Regions from separate parts of the Ovis aries genome. Here region 1 is linked to region 2. The links are chromatin contacts, called in public Hi-C maps. All regions are on one chromosome and are shown on one strand. Each heading gives the region's core, a stretch centred on a gene start, on an enhancer-like site or on the middle of the called end of the contact. The rest is flanking DNA. Distances are from core to core; before and after follow the strand shown.

Evidence for each region. A called contact is a pair of places that touch in the nucleus more often than the background predicts.
Region 1: a Hi-C map of liver shows a contact between it and region 2, with 6 times the contacts expected there. The contact joins two enhancer-like sites. A contact is called at or near these places in 12 of 16 Hi-C or Micro-C datasets (blood, hypothalamus, liver and 5 more).

Annotation. Positions count from the first base shown.
Region 1 is chr19:21,633,652-21,639,173 of ARS-UI_Ramb_v3.0, forward strand. The region is part of intron 39 of ITPR1 (inositol 1,4,5-trisphosphate receptor type 1); the gene reads right to left. Among named protein-coding and RNA genes, the nearest start is that of ITPR1, 220 kb to the right of the region's middle. Within about 2 kb of position 1,895, at least 28 of the 54 cell types and tissues checked have an H3K27ac peak or open chromatin away from gene starts, as enhancers often do.
Region 2 is chr19:21,343,593-21,349,213 of ARS-UI_Ramb_v3.0, forward strand. It overlaps LOC132658175 (a long non-coding RNA gene), which reads left to right. Exons shown (of 3, transcript XR_009597405.1): 2 at 1,360-1,449; 3 at 1,529-1,657. Among named protein-coding and RNA genes, the nearest start is that of BHLHE40, 38 kb to the right of the region's middle. Within about 2 kb of position 1,484, at least 16 of the 54 cell types and tissues checked have an H3K27ac peak or open chromatin away from gene starts, as enhancers often do.

The sequences.
Region 1 (5,522 bases), core at 645-3,144, 290 kb after region 2:
ACACAACCCAATAGAACACAGAATGATTTCAGGCATGGAGAAGGCCAAACCAAGCTTGGCATATGATTTGGCAAAATAACCAATGGTCTCTATTAGCACTTCCTCCTAAGAGGATTTCAGCTGTATTTCTGGGAGGATTGGCTCTTTTATGGCAGTCAGCCACAATATGGAAAAGATAAGCATATTAATTAATAAGCCATATACGTTCAAATCATAACTACATAAGCTACATAAATACATATACATACTACCCAAAGCAAAGGATAGTTCTGGTAAATGAATGAACTGACTTTCTCGGCACATTTTTATTATCAAAGTAACTTTCTTTTTAACATAAAAGATCATGCTCAGTGACCATACAGTAATGGAGACTATTCTAAGAAAAAGAGTTTGCCTGTGTTTTCCACGTCTTGTCTTTTACCACCTCACCCCACAATCAGTCAGTATATTGAGATGCTGACACCTCCAGTCAAGGTGAGGTCTCTCCAAACCAACAGCTGACTGGCAGTGATCTGACGCTATCTGGTTTTGAACTTGAAACTGACTATTGCCTTCCGTTGCCTCTTCACATTTTTCTAGGATCTTAAGTCTTCCCAGAGCTTTTAGACAAGGTTAGCAAGATCAACCTTCATAGAAAAAAAGATTTCAAATGACTGGCCTTGAAGCAGAAAGCCAGAGAATCCCAAGTCAGAGAATCCCAACTGGTTATCCTAACTACAGCACTAAAGTAGCAAGTAGACTCATGCAGGAGACGTGGAAACGCTCACTTTCTGTACATGATGTACCTACCATTTTACCCAGGGATAAATGTCTACCACAAATGAAGGGAAATTATACTTTGTCATTCTTAAAAAAGAGAAAGCCCGCAGGCTTCCCAGGGTTCCTATCTGTGGTGTGTGTACAACAGCACCCACTCGCGTGCATGCATAGCGGATACACACACGCAGGCATCTGTGTGGGCCCGACACAGGCCAGCACACGACACAGCCACTGAGACTGTTTCCTGACGTCATCAACAAGAATCCTCCCCTAGGCTTCTAGAATCTTCCTTTGAAATAAGATGTCTTCCTTTCATGGACCACCCCTAGCAGACATTGAAGACAGTTCGAGAAATGAGACTGAACATCAAATAAACAACCCAACCTTATACCTAAAGCAACAAGAAAAAGAGCAACAACAACAACAACAACAAAAAACAAGACTGTATTGTGGACCGAATTCTCAGCACAGCAAAGAGAATTTATCATCTCTAACGCCATGAATCAGTCCTTAGTTCCTTTTCACCCACTCCATCTCAGAGGAGGGGGAAAAAATAAACAAACTGCAAATGGGTCTGCAAATATGTTTGCTGCGTCCTGGCTTTCCAAGCCTTTGTAAACCACATCAAGAGAACAGAACATCCGAAAGAAAGCTGAGCAAAGAGAGAAGTTACCTAGCATTTTAGCAGGACAACTCTGAATCTTCACGTCAGCTAGCATAATACCCTTTACTAATGGCACTGGCTTTTTGAAACAAGAAATAGACATTATTTGGCTCTGATGATGCAGTTTCACCTATATTTTACAGAACAAGTTCAGAACTGAACCCAAAAGTGAAAATCATTTTTTAAAAAATGCATTCTGACTTGACTGAATTATCCAGCTTTTATCATTATGGAATCATCTCAGCATTAAAAAGAAAAAGAAAGGAAAAAACAAAAAACCCTCCCGAGATTCGGCAATAGCTTCTCTATGCTCTGAGTTGAGCTCGCTTGCTCCAGGGTTGCCAGTGTCTAACAGTAAACAGCCCCGCTGCATTTATTGGCAATTACTGTTGAAGGTCACACATCAGCAGCGAGCCTAAATTCCAGGAAAAAAAGAAGCTCTTATGTAACTGCTGCCTGAATGTTGGCAGGTGCCCAACCCAGCAGTTCACAGCGATGTAAAAAAGTAGGACACCTCCACTCTGGCTTGGACGTCATGAGAACGCCCCCTGAAGGTGAAATTGAATAATTCTTGTGTTTCTCTTTTCTCTCTCCCCCTTGCCCCCCTGCTGAATTTTATTATTGACAGGGGGCTCCCTTGCTTGCAGAAGCAGCTCTTGGTGGCACGGTGGCAGAAGCCGAGGACTTAATACTGGCAGACAGAGGCGGGCTGCAGCCACCTTAAGGAGTGGGAGCACCAATCTCACTTTTCCGTTGCAGTGAGTCACTAACAGGCTCACCTGCCAGTGGTCCTCGCCTGCTGCGAACTGACCTCCTTGCTCAGGTCCAAGTCCCTAAACTACATATTCTTGCGACCCCATGTTCTCATGATCCAAATCCTAAAGGAAATCAACTCTGAATATTCACTGGAAGGACTGATGCTGAAGCTCCAAAACTTTGGCCACTTCAAGTGAAGAGCCAACTCATTAGAAAAGACCCTGATGCTAGGAAAGATTGAAGGCAGGAGGAAAAGGCGGGGGCAGAGGATGAGATGGTTAGAGATAGCATCACTGACTCAATGGACATGAATCTGAGCAGCTTCAGGAGCCAGTGAAGGACAGGGAAGCCTGGCATGCTGCAGTCCATGGGGTCACAGAGTCAGCCTTGACCTAGTGACTGAACAACAACATGATTCCCTATACTTTACCTTCCTACATGCCTCAGTTAACATTGGCCTGTAATATTGTCTGTTGCCGTGGCAAAACCATAAACTCCAGAAGGGCAGACACTGTGCCTATTTCGGGCACTGCTGGATCCAAAACCTCTAGCAAAGCACCTAGAATGGAACAGGCACTCAAGTGTTAGATAAACAAATGCTTTGAGCAGTCACTGGTGTCTGTTTAAAGCCAAGAATGGGTGGTGGGGTGTTTTCTTTCTAGGGGTGACAGAAACATTCTATACCTCTCCCCTCATCTGTCCTCTTCCTGAACCCCAAGAAAAAGGTAAAATCAGGTGGTAATGATGGAGACCTTGCCTCTTGATTTGCAACACCAACAAAAAAATCATGATCATCATAATAAAAAAAAAAACAAAAAAGGAAACCCTCCTCTTCCTGGTTTCAAATGAAATTTCACTCCAGGAGATAGCCGAGAAGGCCTCCATCATGCACTCTTCCTACAGGCCTCTGACTCTGTCCTCACTTCACCCTCCTTTCTCAGAGCATACACAGAGACTCAGAAGATGCTGCGCTGTTTTTCCAAGCAGTTCACTGTGCCTCTTCTCTCACAACGCCCGAGAGCCCTTTATCATTGAAGAGTAGTGGTCCCTCCCCATCCCGGGGATCACGGCTCTTCCAGATATGTCATAATCCTGGCTCTCGGGCTATTCCTCAGCAGGTTTGCAGTTTTTAGGTGGGAGGCCTTGCCTGTAACGTGGGCCAGTTTCGCATTAAGTTTCTTAATGGAGTTGCCGCAGAACTCCAGCTGTGGGCTGCCGGTTTCCACCCGCACACATGGACAGCAGGCTTGGCAGGGGAAACTCAGGAGCTGTACTCATTTCCAGAACAGCCATGGATGATAAAAGGCGATCAGGCATCTCTGCTTAGAAGGCCAGATCCAAAAGCCCGAGGGCCTGGGGACAGTGTTGGTGTCCCAGGGCACTGATGGTTGCCAAGGGTAACAACAGAGCGGGGATCCACAGTTGCTTCCTCAGGGAATTTTCAAAGAATCCAAGGGGCTGCCAGAACATTCTTCTTTTATAAACAGACAGTATTCTATTTCCTAGCGTATAATTATAAACACACCTGCTCCAACTGTGGAATCTTTCCGTAAGCGAGCAATAAACTCCCAGCCAGGAGACCCAAGTTCTATCTTGAGCGAGCAAACACATCAAATGATTACTATGGTGCAAAACAGAGTATTAATAACACTGCAGACTCCGATAAGGGAAGGCTTTCCTTTCCTGACTTCATCTGTATTTAAACAAATAGGAACTCAACCTCAATACTCTAGAGGGAAAATTCAAATCTGGGAAGCATTTACAACTCTAGGTAGAAAGAAGAAGAGGCGAAGGCTGCCAACATGAAGATTCAGCCTTAGATGTTTTGCTGGCAAACAAATAACCCGGAAGAGAGAGGACTAAACAGGAAGCAGCAAGAATCACTGTAGTTAAAGGGGCGAACCCCCTGGACAGCGTGCCGTTTTCCTTGCTTCCTATTCGCCCCAGAGAAGCATGGCCTCCTCAGCTGTTCATGCTGAAAGGTTTAAGGGAAAGCCTGAGCTTGCAGGATCTACTGTGGTTGAGCAGTAAGCCCTCCAAGGCCGGCAGCTGGGCCCAGCGCTAGTTCTGCCTCCCCCGCTATCTAGCCGTGCGAACTAAGGCCACTCATGCTACCCCTCTGAGCGCCCCCATTCCTGAGGGACCTGACCAAATTCATAACCATGCATGGCACTTTCAGCTTTAAAAAGTCTGTGATTCAAATTCTCCTTAGGGGTATCTGAACCATCTCTTAATATTTCTGAAATTCTGGTGGTAGCTATTAGAGCAGGGCTTATATTCTATTTGGTACTCTATTCCATCAAAAGAAGGTATCTATTGGTCTAAAAGAGCGAACAGATATCTAAAGAAGTAGATCAGAAAATTAATTTTTTAAAGTCAGATAAAAATTTTTCCATGTGCCTCCCTTTCCTAGGCAAGTAGACTCCCTCAACTACATATATTAATTCCCCCAATTAATCCTTTCTATTATCAATTACCAAACATGTATCACATACTATAGATGTGGCAAGAAATCTTGAAAAATGTTTACAAGAGAGAAAATATTTAGGAGGCCCTCAAATCCCAAACAAGAGGGCCACTCGTGAGTCTGCAGGCTAATTCTGAGTAAACGAAACTAATTTGATACCTAAGTATAGAAACCATGAGATGACATTTCAGTTTCTCAATCTCTAGGTGGTTTTCCTAGAATTGAGAAGCCAAGGATATAGTATGTTCTGAATTCCACTGCAAGCCAGCAGCTGAGAAGTCTCGAGATCGCTGTAGAATTCACTCTGCACTTTGACCAAATTTTCTACGACCCCCTCACACTTAACACTTTCCAACATGTGGACCAAGAGAGCAGTGGTTTGTTTTTTTCTTTCACTTCTTGCAAACTGTACCCATACAGTTATTTCTTTTTGCACGAGTGCTTCACATACAGAGAGAGAAGCATCAACAATGAATTTCAGAGAACTGTAATAGCCAGCGCCAACCACAAATTCAGTTGAGCTTCTAGACAGTGAATGATGGAAATTTTATCACAGTTTAGAAAATCTTTATCTAGACTCAGATGGGCTCCAAGGACAAATGGCAAACAAACTCATGGGAAACGCTAACACAGACACAAAGGACTTGACTCACTCCCAGAGGCATGCTACACAAAGTCAGATACTAGATGCCGCACAGACTAGGGGAGAGGTCAAGAGTTCGCTGGGAGAGGGTCATGGTAACATCACCATGGGACACTTAAAAAAAATGAAATTAGGACCTCAGCATTATCCAATTCATCAATGGAGATGAGCTGGAAAAGAAAAAGGGGGGAGAAAAAGAAGGCAATGTTAGAGCAGGAAATACAAGTGAGCTA
Region 2 (5,621 bases), core at 234-2,733:
CACTGAGACCATGCATTTAATTTTTGTGTGTAAATATATAACAACTGGGAAGGTCAGGACAAAAATAAACCTAAAGAATGAATAAGAATTCTATAATCATAATATAAATGCAGTTGCTACTGCTGCTAAGTCGCTTCAGGCGTGTCCGACTCTGTGCAACCCAATAGACGGCAGCCCACCAGGCTCCTCCGTCCCTGGGATTCTCCAGGCAAGAACACTGGAGTGGGTTGCCATTTCCTTCTCCAATAAATGCAGCTAACACTGGCTGAATACCCATTATGCCAGGAACTCTCTACAGTCATTACCACATTTGATAGAACTCTTTAAAGTCAGTTCTGTTACTTGGGTCCCCACTTTGCAGACAAGGAAACTGAGTCACAAAGGAACAAAGTGACTTGTCCTTGTACATCTGGTAGATTAATATTAATTAACAGAATCGTGTGCTGATCTAAGGTAGGCATTCGGTAAAATCACACTCTGCTTAGGAGAGAATGGAGGACAGAAAACACAAACACCTCAAGGAAACCTCATTCATTCAGACCATTTCCATCTAAGATATATTAAATTTGAAAGCAGGCCAGGGTAGGGGTCCTTTTATTCCCCTGGGGGGGAAAAGCATTGCTAAGCAAGTAATATAAACATGCTGAGAATATTTCTGTGGGACATTTTAGAATTTAGAATGCACTTTGTACCCAGGATCTAACTTCATCTTTACCACACTCCTGAGAAGTAGTCAGAACCAGTCACTTTAGTCCCAGGTTACAGGTGAACTGCAAGAGGCTTTGCAGAGAAAACTTTTTAACTGTTAAAGAAAACAAGTAATCTTTAAGGTTGCAAAAGTAAACCACCCACAAGAGATAAAACGTGGAAGCAATCCAAATGTCCATTAACAAATAGATGGATAGATAAGATGTAGTGTATACATACAATGGACTTATTTAATCTTAAATAGGAATGAATGTTTGACAGGCTGTAGCATGGGTGAACCCTGAGGACATTATGCTAAGTGATATAAACCAATCACAAAGGACAAATTGTGTGTGATTCCACTTAAATGATGTATGGTAGACAAACTAATAGAGATACAAAGATATAGAGGTTATCAGGGGCTGAGTGGAGGAAGAAAAAGGGAGTTACTATTTCATGGGTACAGAGCTTTTGTTTGAAAGAGTGAACAAGCTCTAGAAATGGATGATGATGATAATGGTACATCACTGTGAATATACTTACTGCCCTTGAACTGTATGCTTAAAAATGATAAAAATGGTCAACTTTGTATGTTTTATCACAATGAAAAAATGTTTAAAAAGAGGAAACTGCCTTAGCACTCCCCATTCTTATGTGACCTTTTCTTTTCAGAAGGGAATTCTCACGTGCTTATTAAAGCAGAAGTGGCTTAAACCCAGACCCGTGTCTTAGCTTCACAGGGACTGCTGCCACCGCTTGAAAGTAAGAAAACATCACACCTTTAAAAATAGCTCACAATCGTGCGTTTTTGCTAACTACAGGAGCCCGGTATTCCCCTCAGGTATTCCACATGAGCAAGATCTGTCCGGGAGGGGGCTGAAGCGGCAGTGAGTCACTGGTTTGGCAGGTGAGGTCATCGTGGGGTGACCGTCTGCGTCAGGCGGGCTCCTCACCTCCCACTTCTCCCATCTTCTCCCCTCAGGGGCGGCCAGGTCACCAGCCAGCTTAGCTGGAAGTCGAGCTGCTCCAGTGTGATGTGCACCGGGAGACATTCCTCTTTATGACTCAGTGATTCAACTCCCCGGCAGATGGGCTCATAAAGCCTCCGGTAACCAAAGCCAGCTCTGAGGTCAAGACCCCAGACTGCCAAGTCACACTCTATAAGTAAAAGAGGCCAGACGTACATCCTTGGGAAGGGAGAGGAAAGAGCTTATTTTCTGTTTGGTGGAATGCTAACTATCTAAGAAATGTTGGAATGGTTCTACTTATCTTGATTATCCTGATTAAGACAACTTAGGAAAGTGGTGCAGGGAAAGGGACAGTAAATATTTGCTGAATGATTCTTACTTTGGAGGAGTTCAACTGCAAAGACAATCCCAAACTACAAGTAGAAAAATAGATATTCTTTTAATACTTACTTTCCACCAACCTTGATTTTCTCACAGGGGGACCCAGAATGGGGGCTTGATATATTTTCCTGCCAGTGACAGAGGTTTCATGCAGACAACTATGGTATTAACACAAAAAATCATAATATTTAGGCAGGTAACTAGGTTAAGAGGTGGTAATAAGAAGGGACTTTCTTGGACATATTTGTACACTCATCTAGCAACCATTAGCAGAGGTGCCATGTATGTATTTAAGGTGAAAGAGAGTGAGAAAGAGAAAGTTTTTGATTTATTTATTTTGCCTTTTTTCTCTTTCGTCTGTGTGCTGTTGAGTCAATCCAGGATGGTTGAAGGCACATGGGTGTTAGCATCAGACAAGCCCCGTATTAGTCAGTCAGAGACTCTTGGTTGAACTAGGTTCAAATCAGCTGGAAGGGGAGAAATTCAGGGGGTGACTCTGGCACAGCTGTATCCCAGAGCCCAGATGGTAATGTTAGGGATCTGTTATTCCATCTCTCTCAGCTCTGCCTTCATGGGCCTGTGAGGTACCCAAGAATCTTCCCAGGAGCTCTGGGCTTATATTTGCCTAGTATATCTTCTCTCCCATCATAAATGTCTCACAGGCTGAGAACCTTACAGTCTGAGAAAGAGGTGGAAGCTGTTTCCATAATCAAAGGGAACGGTTGCTGGGCAGGCAAAAACAATAGGTGTGCACTCCCTATGTGTAAATGCCTGCCTGTGGGAGAGAGGGGTTGCAGTGCAGGTGCTGCTTTCCTGGGCTTGCCCGTGAGTCAGCCCTGGGTGGCGAAATGTGTGTGCTCTGGACTCAGCGGACCGGAGTCGAAACTGGCTCTTCACTCGCTGTGTGGTCTCCAGCAACTCACTTTGCAGTAATCATGCTAATAACTACCATGTTTTAAAGGTGAGACATATGCTAGGCATTCGGTCTATTAGCTCAGCGACTCCGCAGAGGAGTTAACATTGCCCCATCTTACAGATGAGGAAGCTGAGGGCCGGAGGCAAGACGTGGTCTACCTGTTGTCACTAAGCTGGTAGTGGGCACTACAACCAAGGGCACTCTGATTCCACATGGTCTTTCTGGGCTTGAGATGGAGGAAGAGAAGGAGGTGGAAGAAAAAGAGGAGTCAGAATAATAAAATGCCAACAACATTTTACATATGCAGTGAATCTAGTTCTCTGCAGCCGTCCCCCACCGCCTCTATCTTTTCCTTACTTCCTTTCTCTTTTTCTTTTTTTTGATCCTGTATTAGGGTCCTGGATTTCCCCCGCCACAAACACATTTTTCCTTCCTTCTTTGACTCTCTCCCTTCCTTCCATCCATTTTTCTTGTTAATTTTAAAGTCTTCACCTGGTCCAGGGTGGCATTTCTGCATCACCAGGGGGGGCAGGATAGACACTGGGGCCTTCTTCATTTTTGCAGCACTCACCAGCCTACCTGTGTCCCCACCCCTAGCAGAACCCACACCCATCAACGCCAGTGTAGCACCGGGGCCTGGCCAAGATCAGGTTCTAATTTCACTCAGGACGCAGAAATCAAGGCAAATGGGATTCTTTCAATCCCCCACCTCAAGCCCGCGTGCTCACATGCTCACTGATCTCTGCTTGAAAGCCCTACTGATTTGTTTAAGCTGAATCTCCCCTCTGGCCAAGGTGGCACAGGTGCAGGGCATCTTCTCTCCCCAGGACCCTTGCCTGACCTCCCCGTCACCCCCTCCTGCTTGCCTGGGGAGCCTGCTCAGAGGCTTGATGAAAGAGAAAGGAAGTGAGCACCAGGCAAGACAGCCTTAGGGTTTTGCGATAAGCTGCTTTAATTTGGACTTGTCGTAACTAGAAATCAGGAGGAGTTGACACTCAGAACAGGGAGCTGGGCTCTACTCTGATCCTAGGCTGGGGAGGGGGTGGGGCTGCCCCCCACGCCCCACCCTCCTGGGCAGACTCAGGGGTGAGATCTGGAAGACTGCTTTCTTGAGGAAGGGGGCTTGGAAAACACTGAACCTTTAGCTTCTTAATGACCAGGTCCTGTAATGTTCTGACCTCAGAGATAGGAAGTCTGCATAGGCGACCGAGCTGAGAGGGTTTTGTCCCCCTCTTTGCAAGCCCCACACTCCCTCCTGAAGGCTCACTGAATGTGTTTGAGAGCGTGTGAGTCATTCTGCATGCCCCCGTGTGTGCTGTTTGAGGGCCTCACCCCCTGCCCGAGCCCCTCTGGCCACTCCCTGGGGGTCCCGCCCTGAGGTGGGCCCCGCAGTAGGACTGAGGGCCTCTGTTTAGGTGCAGCATTCTGGCAGCACTAGCTCACCTAGAAGGGAGGCTCTGAAGAGCAGAGGGGTGACGTGGGCAGCAAAGGGGCAAGCGTGGCAAAGCTCCTGCTCACTGAGTACCAGCCTGACCCCTAGAGACAGAGTACTCATCAACCCCCGTTTTGTAGATTGGGAAACTGGAAGTCCGGGAAGGAACCCGCTCCCTTAGTGGTTTCATTTCACGGGCTTCAGTCACCCTGACAGGACCAGGCACCTGGGCACCCTGAGTTCCTCACTCTGGGCTTCTCACCCTTGAATGTGCTTACGCGTCACCTGGGGGAGCTTGTTAAGATGCAGATTCTGATCCAGCATCTGAGAGCTTCATTTCTAACCTGCTCGCAGGTTTAGGGCCACGTGAAGAGTGAGGCCTCAGTTTCAGGCAGTCTTTCCGCGGAGCTCCCAGCAGGGTGAGCTTCAACTCACAGCTCCAGCGGCATGGAGAGGAGGCCAGCTTGAGATATGCTGTGAGTATAAAATAGCCACCCGGTTTTGCAGACGTAGAGTAAAATGATGTGCAACATCTCTTGAATAACAAGAGATCTCTTCATTGCATGTCAAAATGATACAATGCTAGCTATCCTGGGTAAAAGGAAAGCTATTTTAAAATTTATTTCACCTGCACCTCTTTACTTTTTTAGTATGAGTACTAGAAAATTTTACATTATGCACAGGGATTGTGTTATATTTTCACCAAAGAGCTCCTCTCTAGATCTCTCAACCAGGCAGGGGTGATTTTGCCTGCCTTCTCAGCAAATGCTCCCTCCCCAGGGAATATTTGGCAATGTCTGGAGATAGGTTTGGTTGTCATACCTGGAGGGTGGAAGGGATGGGGAGGCAGGGGTGGCTGCTAGCATCCGATGAGCAGAGGCCAGGGATGTTGCTGAATATCCCGCAGTGCACAGTTCAGCCCCTTACAACCAAGACTTGTCCAGCCCCAAATGTCCATAGTGCCAAGACTGGGAAATCTGGTTTTGAGTCCTCCCTGGTATCTCCGAAATGATTTATTTTATGACTTATGCATCGCTTTTTCCCCCTCTACCAGTGTATGAGTCTCATGAAATTAGGGACGTTGCCTGCCTGAGTCTCTGGGACCAGCGCCTGGCATGAGGTACGAATGGTATCCTGTAATCCTCGTTCATATTAATACAGTGTATTAATAACACAGCGTCTCTCTAAGCACCTGAGCCAAACAAGTGGTTTGAATTCATCCATGGAAGTGAACACA